Regions from separate parts of the Gossypium hirsutum genome. Here regions 1 and 3 are each linked to region 2. Evidence: chromatin contacts called from public Hi-C data. All regions are on one chromosome and are shown on one strand. Each heading gives the region's core, a stretch centred on a gene start, on an enhancer-like site or on the middle of the called end of the contact. The rest is flanking DNA. Distances are from core to core; before and after follow the strand shown.

Region 1 (4,713 bases), core at 711-3,210, 460 kb after region 2:
TGCCAATAAGAACCAAAAGAAGAGTTAGAACCCATTTAAATTTAACTTTTGCACCTTGAGCCTTTTTACAACCCAAGGAAAGACCTAAAGATCAGCAACCGACCTTTTTCTCACAAAAAGGTCTCTAATTATCAGAATCCATTTTAGAAGCCAAGGAAAGGTAAATGGGGCAATGAACTTGTTCAAAAGCATGCGCCTCGACTAGCCAAAATATGTATAACAAAACTATCATGAATTCGTAGAAAAAAAAAAGAAACTACCAAGGCACCTTAACATTCTCGTCCTTCTTCAGAGAAGTAGAATATTTCCTCGACAGCTGTAAGAAACACAATGGGAGAAATCAACCAGAGAGTAAACAATTTAAAATTCAGCTCAATTTAAAATTCAGCTCGACAATTACACTGCCGTGAAATGCATGGAAAAAGGAACAGATGATAAGATTATAAAAATATGAGCCATTCCGCCTAAGCATTCAATCTGGCTATCCTCTTCTTCTCTCACAACGAAATCATAATAGTAGCAGAATAGCAAAGGCAAAGAAAATAAATATACAGAAACGAAAATATAACCTAAATCAGATTCGGATCACCTCACATAGGAAAAAAGAAGGTGCGACTGAACTAGGATAAAATATATAATAGAAAATAGAGAATGGAATCGATGAGAGATGACAATTACCTCGGGGCAAAGTAGAGTTCGGTGAAGAGTAGCTCTGGGAGTGTGAGAAGGCAGGGAATCGGATCTCAAAAGCCTGTGAAAGATAGGGAGAGTGGATCTGAAGCGCGCTGCCACCGCCATTTCTAAACACAACCCTAATTCTTACGTTGATTCTGGAGATCGCTTTCTTTGGCGTGGGAAGTGAGGGAAAGTGCATTTGAGCCTGAGGGTGAGATGTACTGGACTTGGAATTGGGCTGGGCTTCAGTACTTGTGTCATCTTAACTTGACGGCCGAACGAAAAGGCTCAACAGTTCCGTGGTAAACTATTATCTCCTCGACATTGCGAGTTAAACGGAATCAATCAGCTGAGAAAAATATTAAATTTAATTTATTTAAAATAATTAATTCTATTGTAAAGATAATTATATATTTCAATAATTTAATAATTAAATTACAAAATAGATAAATGGTAAATATTTATATATTTTTCAGATATTGGTGTTAACTTTATTTATTATATATATTTATTTTATAAAATATGAGTGTCGCAAAATTTAGTTTAAATAGATTTAATAATTAAGTAATCGCACCAAATTTAAAATGATTAGTGATGACTCCTAATTAGAATGATATTTAGTGTTTAGCATATCAAATTCTTGTATATTTATTTCATGACCGAATGCATTGTATAAAATTATTTTTATATCTCTATAATACATTTAAATTATTGATTGAGTTAGTATCATAAATCAATTAAGATAACTAAAAATATTTTTTAAAAATTAACAAATATAATTTATAATGGTGTCTTTGTTTCTTTTATATTTTTATATAAATCTATAAAAATCAATTTAAATCTTGAATAAATCTAAAAAAAATCTATATGTCATGCAACTTGAATCCACAAACACTATAATATTCAAAACCTTAATTTCATCATTTAGCAAAAACTTTCTTTATTTTTATCTATTTTTTTATAATATGTTTTCTTTTCTTAATTTTCACCTAATATCCCTGAAGTCAACATCTATACTATCTAAAGTATCACTTTCAAAAGAAAAACCTAAATTGTCTAATATATCGCCTACTTATACTAAAGACCATTACTATTTACTACGATGGTTATGCAAAGTATGACTTTTTCATACCTTTTTCGTTGCCAAAATCATACGATGAACGGTGCATTTACTTATTATTAATATTTATTAATATAAAAATAATGATAACAATTAAATTAAAAAATATAACAATACTGTAACATAAAAAAAGGAAAAAAAAAAGAAGAAGAAGCAAGCGAACCTAGTGTAAGATGGGCTATGTCTTGGTCTTTTGGACTCTCCATCCTCCAACTGAAGTTCGATCTAGTTAGTCTTAGACAGACAGGCCTTCTACCTTATAATCTCATGGGATGGGCTGCGTGGCTATATGGAAATGGATAAATATTATATCTCTGCTTTCTTGGCCAGTAGATGTGGAATCTCAGTAAGTCTTAAGCCACCGCATAATTGAGAACCCATACTAAACGGAAACAAACAGGGAGGGCAAAAGGTGAAAGTTATGGTTTTGGCATACAGCATCTCTCAAACCCTCATCTACAACTGCAACTATCAGTTCAAGGCTCTCGACTTTGTTAAAATAAAGTTATCTTCGGATTCAGATCAAGCAAAACCGAACGGAGTATCTGGATTCCAAGCAAAAAAGCGATGCTTAAGGTGCAAAACCCTCTACTCTGATGCAGATAATTCCCCTACTTCATGCTCCTTCCACGGCCATGCGACTGGTATATTATTCATCTTATCAACTGTATACGTCACAACTCACAGACAAGTTATTCTCTTTCTATCATCATATTCATATTCTTTCTTAATTTTATGATAAAAAGGAAGGAATAACAAAGCGTTTATCCTTGAAATCCAATAGAAAGATTTGCTATAAATATCTTAAATCCCAGTTAAAGTCCATCAGATCACAGAATTAAAATCAACGATGGTGTTTCCTGGCTACATGTATATGTTTTCCACTTGCTAATTGATCTGGTTGTGTATGTATATGAATCAGTTAATTTCTTAAGCAGAGAGTCAGTCCCATTCCGTTACATTCCTTGACTAATTAAAGCTTAGAGTCATTGCAAAAATTTGCAGGAGAGAAAGGATTATTTGCATTGGCACCTCCACACCAGGGGATTGATGGAGACTGGACGGATGGCTCTGGAGTCATCGTCTACAAATGGAATAACGAAAATAATAGACCAAATACTGGACGCGCCAATTGGAAAAAAAGATGGAGTTGCTGCCAAGAATATGATGAAAATGCACCACCTTGTATTCGTGGATGGCATGTCTCATACGATGACGGCTTCACTTTATATTAGATGCCATTTATATTTTTTGTTTAGTATAATACCATATTGACATTAATCTAGGTTCAACTTGAGAAATGCTTCCATTGTATATACGACGTATGCATCTCAATCTCATAGTTAATTCCTTTCACTGTCAACGTTTGCTCATCTTGCATAAATGATAAGAGTGATGAAGACCCAATCTAGCATGTGAAAAGAAAAAAACCAAGGCGTGAGGTCCTGTCCCCTTTGGTACAATCAATCGAAAGCTAAGGTGTAAGGTCTCGTCCCTTTTGAAGAATTGGTTAATGTGCAATGTCTCGTCCCCTTTATGCCCATGGAGGTCAAGGTGAGTAGTATTGTCCCCCTTGATAGAATCAACTAAAGATCAAGGTGTGAAGTCAAAGGTTTTTCCCCCCTTACACCAGGAAAGCTAAGGTGAGAGGTCTCATCTCTCTTGGTAGAACTATCGAAAGCCAGGGCGAGAGGCATCATCTCGCTTGGTAGAATCAACCTAAGACAAGGCAAAAGGTTTCATCCCTCCTTGATGACAATATCAACTTTTCCATGATAAAACTGTCTTTGTAGACCTAGGCGAATTGTATGAACAAACCTTACAACCTATTTAGGCTAAAATTGCCTACCCAATCACAAGCATGCATGTTTTTTTCGAAATAATGCAATACGACCATTCAACAAATGTTAAAGCACAAACGTGCATACACAAAAGCTATTACACAAAAAACATTCCAAACTAATTTTATTGCAAATGAAAGCAAAATGAATAGTGACGACGAAGCCTTGAATCAATCTCGGTGATAATAAAAGCAAAAATGCAAATTTATTAATGTTAGTAAATACTTACAAAATGTGTCTCTAAATAGACATAGTAATAAAAACATCATTGCAAAAATGCAAATTTATTAATGTTAGTAAATACTTACAAAATGTGTCTCTAAATAGACATAGTAATAAAAACATCATTAATCATCTTCAAAAGAAAATTTTTTAGGGATAGAAGAAGTTCCGCCAAAATTTCTTTTTCCTATTCGCAATGGCTTGCACATCCCAACATCATCTATCTTAACTCGAAGTTGGAGGGATAAAATATGTCAAGGGAATTAGAGATACTTCACACTATGCTAAGAATGACCCTATGAATCGAGAGGATCATGTGCTAGTTGAATAATCTAGTAAATGACTATTAGAATTTCTCATGGGTTCAACCAACAACCTCTTACTATAGGGACGCCTAGTTCTCCGCATCAGATAGCTTGAAACTCCATCACTCTTAATTTATTTCATGCTTGTTCAAGCTCACATGTAACAGCACGTTTTCAATGGTATCAAAAATAGTGGTTTCGGGACCACAATTCTAACAATAAAGTTAGGAAATTTTATTAATTTAATGTTTATGAGTTTTTATTAAAGGCATACTAAATTTTCGTTAAGAAATTTTAATGTTTAGATAGTTAATTAAGTAAAAAGGATTAAATCGTAAAAGTTAAAAAATATAAATTTTATTAGTTAAAGATGTCAAATGGTTATGAAAATGTGAATTAAGGGATTTATTTAGTAAGTCTACCATAGGAATCGGAAATGGACGATTATGGACTTTGTATGGATAAAATTTAAGTTGAATTCTTAAAGGGTAAATTAGTAATTAATTTAATAAATACATAAAAAAATTAAAAATTAGTGTCATCTTCTTCC
Region 2 (4,227 bases), core at 1,641-4,140:
TTTCATACAGACGGATTCAAATAGAAAATCTATGAATGCAGCTCATACATGCGGATCCATATAGATATGGATTCTTATATGCGAACTATTCCGTGGACTTCACATGGTAGAATTCCACGTATAACTTTGTCATGAAGCTTTGAGAATAAGCTCAGTGACTTTTTGTAACTTGAAACATGAGATAAGTCCAGCGGACTGTCTTATCTTGCGTGTGCCCATGGCCATGGAGCTTACTCACATAAATGAGGTTAAGCCTTAGACTCTGCAGGGTCTTATACTTGAAAGAACCCATGTAAGGTTATGATATACATGTGTGCATATATCTTCGTACAATCCAATTGATCCTTCACAAAGCCAAATATCATGCGTATACATTCTTCTTACAACCCGCTCGAACCTCCGTAAAATCAATTAACGTGTGGCATAGAGTGCACAACATGACATTTCATCTTTCATCTACCATTACATCCCTCCATACTTCACATACAATTAATTTTCATGATTGACATATAGCAAGCATTCAACTAAACATATTGTGAATAATACAACACAGATCATACTAAACATATCATCTATCGGACCATATTAATGATAAACCCTTCAGTAATTACTTTACCAGTAACAGTTCATCAAAACAACAACTTATATATTCAACCAGACATGCATCTGTAAATCAACACATTGTATGCTTCAATAGTAAAAAAAACATTTCACAATAATTCATCTCCTCGTCATTAGTAGAACATGAAATCAAACATGCCACAACAACACAGTACTGATATACATAAACAAGCACTGAGGATTTTAAGTTCAGAAACTCATCAACAAAATACCTAAAAGTTGATAGTGACTACATCTGCTTTATTTTGCGCTTATCGCTTGAGCCTCCTCTTTCTTAGTTACCTAAGCATAACCATATCAAAATCAAAACAAAGGCATGCGCATGTAAGAAAACCATGATTCATTTGCATGTAGAGAAACTTTAAAGGCTAACTATGACCTTAATTATCATAGTACAAATTTAATGAATTAATTGAAACCCTTAATTTTCTCCACCTTTTCCTCAATCAAAGGATATAGAAAAGTTAAAAAGATTACTAGTTTACTAAATTCTCAATTTCATAAGCTAATACGTTAATTTCTCCCCCATGGAGATTGCTCATTAACTTGTCTCTCTTACCAAATAACTAGAGAAGAAGATAAAAGAAAGATAATGAATACAAAAATGAGAGTGCTTTAAGGATAATGACATTCATCTCTTATATAACCTTCCTACACTCATTCACCAAAACCAATTCGTTAGCATCAAAATTAATGTTCCTCGTCATAATGTTTCCAACTAAAAAATTACCAATTCTAATGTAACGAGACTAATAGTTGAAGTCTAAGCAATTTCCAATTCAGTTAACAATATTCACATAATTACACTAAGGTCCTCTTAAATAGAAAGTTTTATAATTAGATACCCAGAATTACTATTGTACTTACCATTTAACGTTCCCAAGTGTGACACTTGGAGATAAAAATAATGAAAATGAAGAGATCTTAGTAAGTTATGTCAATAAAAAATTTGGAACTGAAATGAATAGTTGCTGACAATAGTTTTGCAATGTTGAAAGAATGAAAGGAAATGTGGATCTTGAATAAATTTGTCGAGAAATATAGACATGGAATAGATTGACTAAAATAGAAATACACAATTGAAGTAAAATTAAATTGAGGAAGTTTTTGGACCAGCAGTCCATACATCTAAACTATAAAACTAATGGGATATAAATGAGTAAGTTTTGTGAAAATGAAATAAAAAAAAATAAGTTTTTTGTTCAGTCTTGGTATTGATTATGAAAATATTTTCTTTTGTGTTGAATGCAATAACCTTTAAATATCTTATTAGTATGGTGGTTAATGAAAGATTTGATATGCGACTTATGATTGTTGTTATAAATTTTAGATGAATCACTATATAGTAAAGTTTATATTAAAATTCTTAAAAGATTTAGAATACTATAAATATATATAATTTTTTGGAAAATTATTTAATATGTTTGTGTAAATATTTATATGGTTTAAAATGATTTAAACCTATGTGTTTTATAGAAGGATCATAATGAAAGTTTGCTATGATTATTTCTCAGTCATGACTTTTAGAAGAATGATAATATAAACATTTATTAAATCTCTTCAAATGATCGTTTGCAAAGTTAATATATTCAATATTGAAAGATGTAGAATATGAGATATTATATGATGTTGTCATGAGAGAGGTAAATATATGCTGTACTGTCTTTCATTTAATTGAGGTTTTGTCAGTTTTCTTGGTAAGACTTTTAATGAGGTAGCAAGTTATCCATATTATAAATATGTGTATTCTTTTTCCTTTATTAAGAATTTTTTCCAACATGATTTTTATCTTAATAAAATTGTAATGAGGCATGTTATCTATAAATGAACATTTAATGGGGAGTGTTATAAATATTTTATTATTATAAAGTGTATGTCTTTTAGGATAAGAAGCTTGATGTACTTAGGACTTTAATATCCATTAGGAGCAGAATTTGATTTCATTTACTTCTTATATTTATAAATATAAACTTTAGAGAAGTATTATAAATATTCCTATTGGTGACTAAATACACATTTCTTTTTTTTTATTCTTTATCATTTTATTTTATAACATTCTTTTATTTCTTTTTAGATTTTAGAATATTAAATTCAAATTTAACATAGTATTATGATCCATAAATAAAAATAAGAATAGTTGGTTAATTTCACATTATAAATAGAAATTTATTAAACATATTGATTAATTTACATTTATTTTGAAATAATGTCTTATTATTCAACTAAGATCTAAATAAAACTTTAATCAAATTTAAAAAAACCCAGACTAAAGCCCATAAACCCTTAGCCCATGCATGCAGCTGTGCCCTAGTTTCTTTTCTTTCCAGCGGCGGGTTTTTATTTCCCTCTTTTTCCACCCTCTCGAACGTTTTCTTCTTTTCCAGTGCTTTTCTTCGGATCGGCCACATATCCTGTGTCCTTACCGGCGTCGACAAGGGTGTGGCCTTCGTTCAGGCGAGTCCGAGCAACAGATTCTAATATTATAGTTTGTAATTTGCCCTTATTTCCTTGATTAATGGCATTTTATATCATCGTTTTCTGAAAATCTTTCTGATTTTGAAATTTCAGATGGTTTAAGAGCTGTTGTAATTGTATCACTTGAGAGGAACTGTTGCCTGACTTGATTTTGTAAATCTTAGTCTCCCCTCGTAGCATGGACAACACCAGCAATGATGATTTCACCTTTTGTAAGGCAAGTTAAATTCTATAATTTTCATGACCTTAAAGTACACCTTTTCATTTGGTGTATTGACGTAATGTATCAAGAATAAGATGTGTTATTCTTTTTTACTCCCGATATAAACTTGAGTGCCGGATATTTTCATTTTATTGTAAGAATAGTTAAATACATGGTTTCTGGTTTAGGTTGGGTTACCGACTGATCAAAATGGTTTGGAGGAAAAGAATCTTGCAGCTGATATTGGTGGTATTGCCATTAAAGACGAAACCTCAAACTGCAGCGATAGTAGCAAGAATGGTGGTTTTCCCTGGAAAGATAAACATCCAAATAATTCCACATTTGTAGATCAGGCTACTGTTGGTTCTTTGACTTTCAATGTTATTGATGCTTCATGTTTGAAATCATCAGGTATTGCCATTAAAGACAATCCTCAAACTGCAGCGATAGTAGTAAGAATGGTGATTTTCCCTGGAAAGATAAACATACAAATAATGTTACCTTTGTAGATCAGGCTACCGTTGGTTCTTTGACTTTCAATGTTATTAATGCTTCATGTTTGAAATCATCAGGTGAATCATCAAGACAAGTAGCATATGTAGATGCGGGTGCTTCAGCAGTGAAGTCAGAAAAACCAAGAAGTTCTACCAGAAAGTCTGCACCTCGGACCAAGGTTCCTTTTGAGAAGGGATATAGTCAAATGGACTGGCTTAAGCTTAGTCAAACTCATCCTGACCTTGCAGGTATGATGCGAAACAGTTCCTAAGACGTTCCCCTCTCATTTAACTCTTCAAAATGTAATGCCAACTGCATGTTTCTTCTATATTTCACCAAAAATTGTGTTTTAGGATTGAAAGGGCAGTCAAATAGGAGGCTTGTTTCAATGAGTGAAGTTAAGCAAAATCAAAAAGAAGGTTCCATGTGGACTG
Region 3 (4,671 bases), core at 1,866-4,365, 310 kb before region 2:
TCAAAATAATGAACCAGACAGATTGTTAGAAAATTTTAGTTAAATACAAATAAAAAAAATAATACCAAGCTTAAATTTGCATATTCACTAACCTTTTGTTGGTCACTAATAATAATGTACCCATACCCATCTTCCAAGCCCAAATTAATTGATAGGAGACTAAGAAACCTAGCCCTTGAATCAATGCACTCCACTTCAACCACAGCTCATTCAATAGGGAACATTTGGTTATTTGTGTCCTTTCCAACAGTTGTGAGAAATTCACTTTTAAATGGGCCTTTTAGGAAGCAACCATCTAACCCAATGAGTGGCCTACACCCTGCTTTTCAGCCTCTCTTTAGTGAATCAAAGCACACATAATACCTCTTAAAATAAGGAAAGGAGTCTGTTGTCACCCTTTGAACAATAATTTTTACTGTGCTTACTGGCATCTTTGACCTAAACTCATGAGCATAGTTTCATAGCAAGCCAAATTCCTCCTTATGATTCCCAGCCATTTTTTCTTCACTATTTTCTTCACTATATAACAACAGTCAATGGTCACGTTTACATGCATCTCAGAAGTAAATCTTCTTTGAATTTCATTCAGCTTCTTCTTAGGGTGATCCTTGATAGTTACTTCAAAATGTTGGGCAATCATAGCGACAGGCACCATTTTGTTCTTAAAACTAACTGAACAATGGTGCTCATCCTGAAACTTCTTTATTTGCAAGCATTTCACAAAAAGACTGTAGCTAGCCTTAATTCTCTATTGACTGTTAGGGGAAGTAATGCACCTCACAACAACCCTTTTCGGTTCATTCTTAATAAACTTCAATTGTCTTCTACATTCTTTAAAGTACTTTCGAATTGCACTCTTAAATCGTTTGTCATCCTTAAACAACATTCCCAAACTAAATTTTAACTTATCATTGTATAAGGGAAACTTGCTCCTCCTTCTCTCACCATCTTCATGTTCTTCATCTTCATCAGACCCAATCAAGCTTCCATGTTCATCTGAGTCACATACCTCAGTCTCATTCCCATCTTCCTCTTCTCCATTACTTTCAGCAACAACATTATCCACTCCATCTGATGTTTACAAAATCACCAGCATATTCATCAGTAGCAACTTCACTATCATTATCCTCTCCAACAATAGACCCTAAACTAATCTGTCCACCACTTTCCACACCACCATACTCATCTACCTCAATACCAGTAACAGACACACCCTTCCCATCAACTTGTACCCCTCCTACATCACCCTCCCCCACAAATTCTACCCTTTCCAGATCACCTTCATCATCAGATTCTAACCCTTCATCATCACCCTTCCCATTAACTTCTAGCCCTTCAACATCACCCTTCCCAGTAGTCAACAGAAAAATTTTGCCTGCAATTATAGGGTTATCAACCTCGTGTTCAACATATAGGTTAATCTCCTTAAACTTGACCTAAAAGTCTAACATAGCTATGGTGGAAGTGTCATCATAAATCACCCTTAGATTATTTTGTAACCCTACTGTACCAAGCTCATGAAAATATATGTACCAAGCTCATGAAAATATATTAACATGACAGTGTTATACCCTAACCCAATTTTTACTATTTTACATAATTCAAAATAAGATATTGTGTCTGGATCCTCTTTAAGCCTAATCACTTCCCCACCTACATGTCTAACATATGGGTCATTTACAAAGTACCCACCCACGTGCAAAATAATATAATATTCCTCATCTGATGACATCTGCAAAATATAAACAAATAATTTTCTAAGTAAAAAACATTAAAAAAAAGCGAAATTCACTATCTACATTGGGACCATTTCTTTGAATACAATACAAAACAGTAACACATGTTTACAAATTTAACATATTTTTGCTTCGGTAACAGAAATCAACAACATCGAGACCACTGTCGCATCACAAATTGATAAAACAAACCCTACATTGTGGCACTGAAATTGCAATAATAAATCACAAATAACCATAAACAATTTTAATAACAGCTTTATCAATAACATCGGGACCATTGTCGCATCACAAATCGACAAAACAAGCCCTATATTGTGGCACTGAAATTGCAATAATAAATCACAAATAACCAACAAACCAAACCAAAAATGGAATTTATTTTCCCAACAAACCAAATAAGAAAGCATCTACATTTCGATTTTGGGTTACGGAAACTGCTCATGATTGTTGAAGCTTTTTTGTTCCTAAAAGTTTTAGGGATTCAATGATTTGGTTTGTAAAAGTTTTATGGATTTTAAGAATATTTTGGAATACTAATGATTTAGGGATTTCAAAATTTGAAGATTTTAATATTTAGGGATTTCAAGATTTTAGGAATTCAATGAAGATTTCGAATGTTATGGATTTGGGGATTTCACGATTTGGGGAATTTGACGAGTTAAGGATTTTAGAATTTGAGAAAAAAGTTTTGAATTTGGGGGTTTGAGATGATTTGAAGGATTTAGGATTTTTTTGTTTTATGTTTATTAAATTTGTTTAATTTTTTTGTCACGTCAGCATTATTATTTAAATGTTTGCCACATCATCAGTCAACTGGAACGCCACATAGACTAATTCTTTTGACCGATTGTTGACTAACAATCAACTGATGATTACCGTTTCAATAGGGTTGATGTCTAAAAACTCTGTTACGTTGAGGGCCGAAATAAAAAAAATGGTTAGGGGCATATATCCAAAAGCCCCCAAAGGTTGAGGGCTTTTTTTTGTAATTATGCCAAAAAAATGAATGGTAAAAGAGAAGGGAAATAAGAGTTTTCGATTCATGCAAACAATGCAAATAAAGAAAGAAATAGAACAATAATTTTAATAACTCATTTACTTAAATAAAAATTTTCAAATAATTTATTGACAATTTTATAATTTTTTAAAAATGAATGACCAAAACATAAATGTAGTAATAATTTACTGACCTCGGAGATTATCCAAAGTTACGATCACCAAAATCAACATGGTTGAGAAGTTAAATGTCCAATAATTACATAACCCTATTTGAAATATTCTTAAATAGTACTTAGACAGAAAGACAATTATAACCCTAAATGGAACCGCATGGAACTGTAATAAATAAAACCGGACACAACCACAGTCAACCCCCAAACAAGACAAACGTCACTGTCCCACGGTTCTTTCTTTTCAGCTCTCTCTCGAAGACCGCTCACCGTTGTCTTAATCTCCACCTCTAATAATTTTTTTTCTTTTATTTCCTCTCACGCCGGAGACCCAAACCCTCCACCGCCTCTCCGCCGGAATCCGCCACCAATAGTTCATATCTCCGGCGACCCTCTCACTAAGATGACCACCGGCGAACTTCTTAGCATCGATCCTCAAGAGCTTCAATTTCCCTGTAAGCATCTTTCCAAGCTTTAAAAAATAAACTTTTTTTAAAAAAAATTTAACTTTTTTTTTGTTGCTTTACAGATCCATATCTTCATCGTTTCCACTTCTTTTTTTCGAAAATTTTAACAAATTTTTTTGTCTTGAATTTGGTTGAATTGAGAAAGCAGATTTCATGTTCTTTAAATCTGTCCAACAAGACCAACAATTATGTGGCTTTTAAGGTAAAATTAAGCTATTTCTTAAATCTCATGTGAGTAAATTAATATGGGATTTTGCTGTAATATAAGATTATCTGGTTTGTATAATCGATTTATTAGACTTAATTTTTTATCAAATATGTATTGTTTTTGTGTTTATGTAAATACATAATTCTATATATTCTGAAGTTTGTGAATTATTTGTTTTACTCAATAATTTTATAATAAAGTAGGATTGGTAGTGTTAATTGTTTTGAAACATGCGTACCAATTCGAAAATTGCTAGTAAATGTATTATAGAGTATCTTGTACTATGAGTCATATTGAATTTTACTTTCTTTACTTGGAAAATGGGCAAATTAGTTCTTTTACATTATATAAAGAGTAAACTGGTCTTTCTATTCAAAATTTTATCCATTTCTATTGTTAAAAACACTAACATGATTGAGGGAATAACCATGCCACATCTACCACATGGTTATGTACACGGACTGGTTTTTAATAGTAGAAATGGATGAAACTTTTAATAGGAATAATTTACTCTTTCATCTAACCTACAATGACTAATTTGCTCATTTTTTGAGTGAAGGGAGCAAAATGTAATCTGACTCCAAGTACAAGGGTCTCCATGAATCTTTTACCGAAAATCTCTATGGAGCTAGCGATTTATGGTAACAAAGCTTTTTCATGTATGTTGTTTTCCAGGTCAAAACGAAAAACCCAAGGAAGTACTGTGTAAAGCCTAACAATGGAGTTGGTCTGCCTTGGTCTACATGCAACGTTACAGGTCTCCCTCTCACAAAACTTGAACGTATCTATAATTACTTGTTGTTAATCATGTATCATCTTCAAATCTTGAAATCATAGTTTAATTGGTTAATTTATGGAACCAGTTGCGATGCAAGCTCAAAAAGAAGCACCTCTTGATATGCAATGCAAAGATAAGTTTTTACTTCAAAGTGTGGTCACTATAAGTTTTTACTTCAACGTGTGGTCACTAGTCCCGGAGCTACAACAAAGGATATAACACCAGAGATGGTATTTTATCATACTCTACCAGATTTGATTTTAAGTTTGGGTTTTTTTTTTTTCTAACTGTTTGCTTTTCGGTCTAGTTT

The links. A called contact is a pair of places that touch in the nucleus more often than the background predicts.
Region 1: a contact with region 2 is called in a Hi-C map of leaf, with 2.6 times the contacts expected there. The contact joins the promoter of LOC107934801 here to the promoter of LOC107926180 in region 2. A contact is called at or near these places in 11 of 34 Hi-C or Micro-C datasets (anther, callus, hypocotyl and 2 more).
Region 3: a Hi-C map of leaf shows a contact between it and region 2, with 2.0 times the contacts expected there. The contact joins the enhancer-like site here to the promoter of LOC107926180 in region 2. A contact is called at or near these places in 4 of 34 Hi-C or Micro-C datasets (hypocotyl, leaf and seedling).

The regions. Positions count from the first base shown.
Region 1 is chrA12:75,844,470-75,849,182 of Gossypium_hirsutum_v2.1, reverse strand. LOC107934801 reads left to right here and starts at 1,960. Exons shown (of 2, transcript XM_041082720.1): 1 at 1,960-2,439; 2 at 2,780-3,151. The coding sequence starts at 2,217. The coding sequence ends at 3,030. It overlaps LOC107934796 (ATP synthase subunit O, mitochondrial), which reads right to left and starts at 911. Exons shown (of 6, transcript XM_016867306.2): 1 at 679-911; 2 at 269-316. The coding sequence starts at 798.
Region 2 is chrA12:76,305,147-76,309,373 of Gossypium_hirsutum_v2.1, reverse strand. LOC107926180 (cytochrome b5 domain-containing protein RLF) reads left to right here and starts at 2,890. Exons shown (of 7, transcript XM_041082725.1): 1 at 2,890-3,075; 2 at 3,190-3,313; 3 at 3,487-3,589; 4 at 3,871-4,041; 5 at 4,147-4,227. The coding sequence starts at 3,275.
Region 3 is chrA12:76,614,160-76,618,830 of Gossypium_hirsutum_v2.1, reverse strand. It overlaps the pseudogene LOC121211400. Among protein-coding and RNA genes, the nearest start is that of LOC107924044, 58 kb to the right of the region's middle. Within about 2 kb of position 3,115, at least 7 of the 9 cell types and tissues checked have an H3K27ac peak or open chromatin away from gene starts, as enhancers often do. A contact at or near this core is called in leaf, where this site is marked.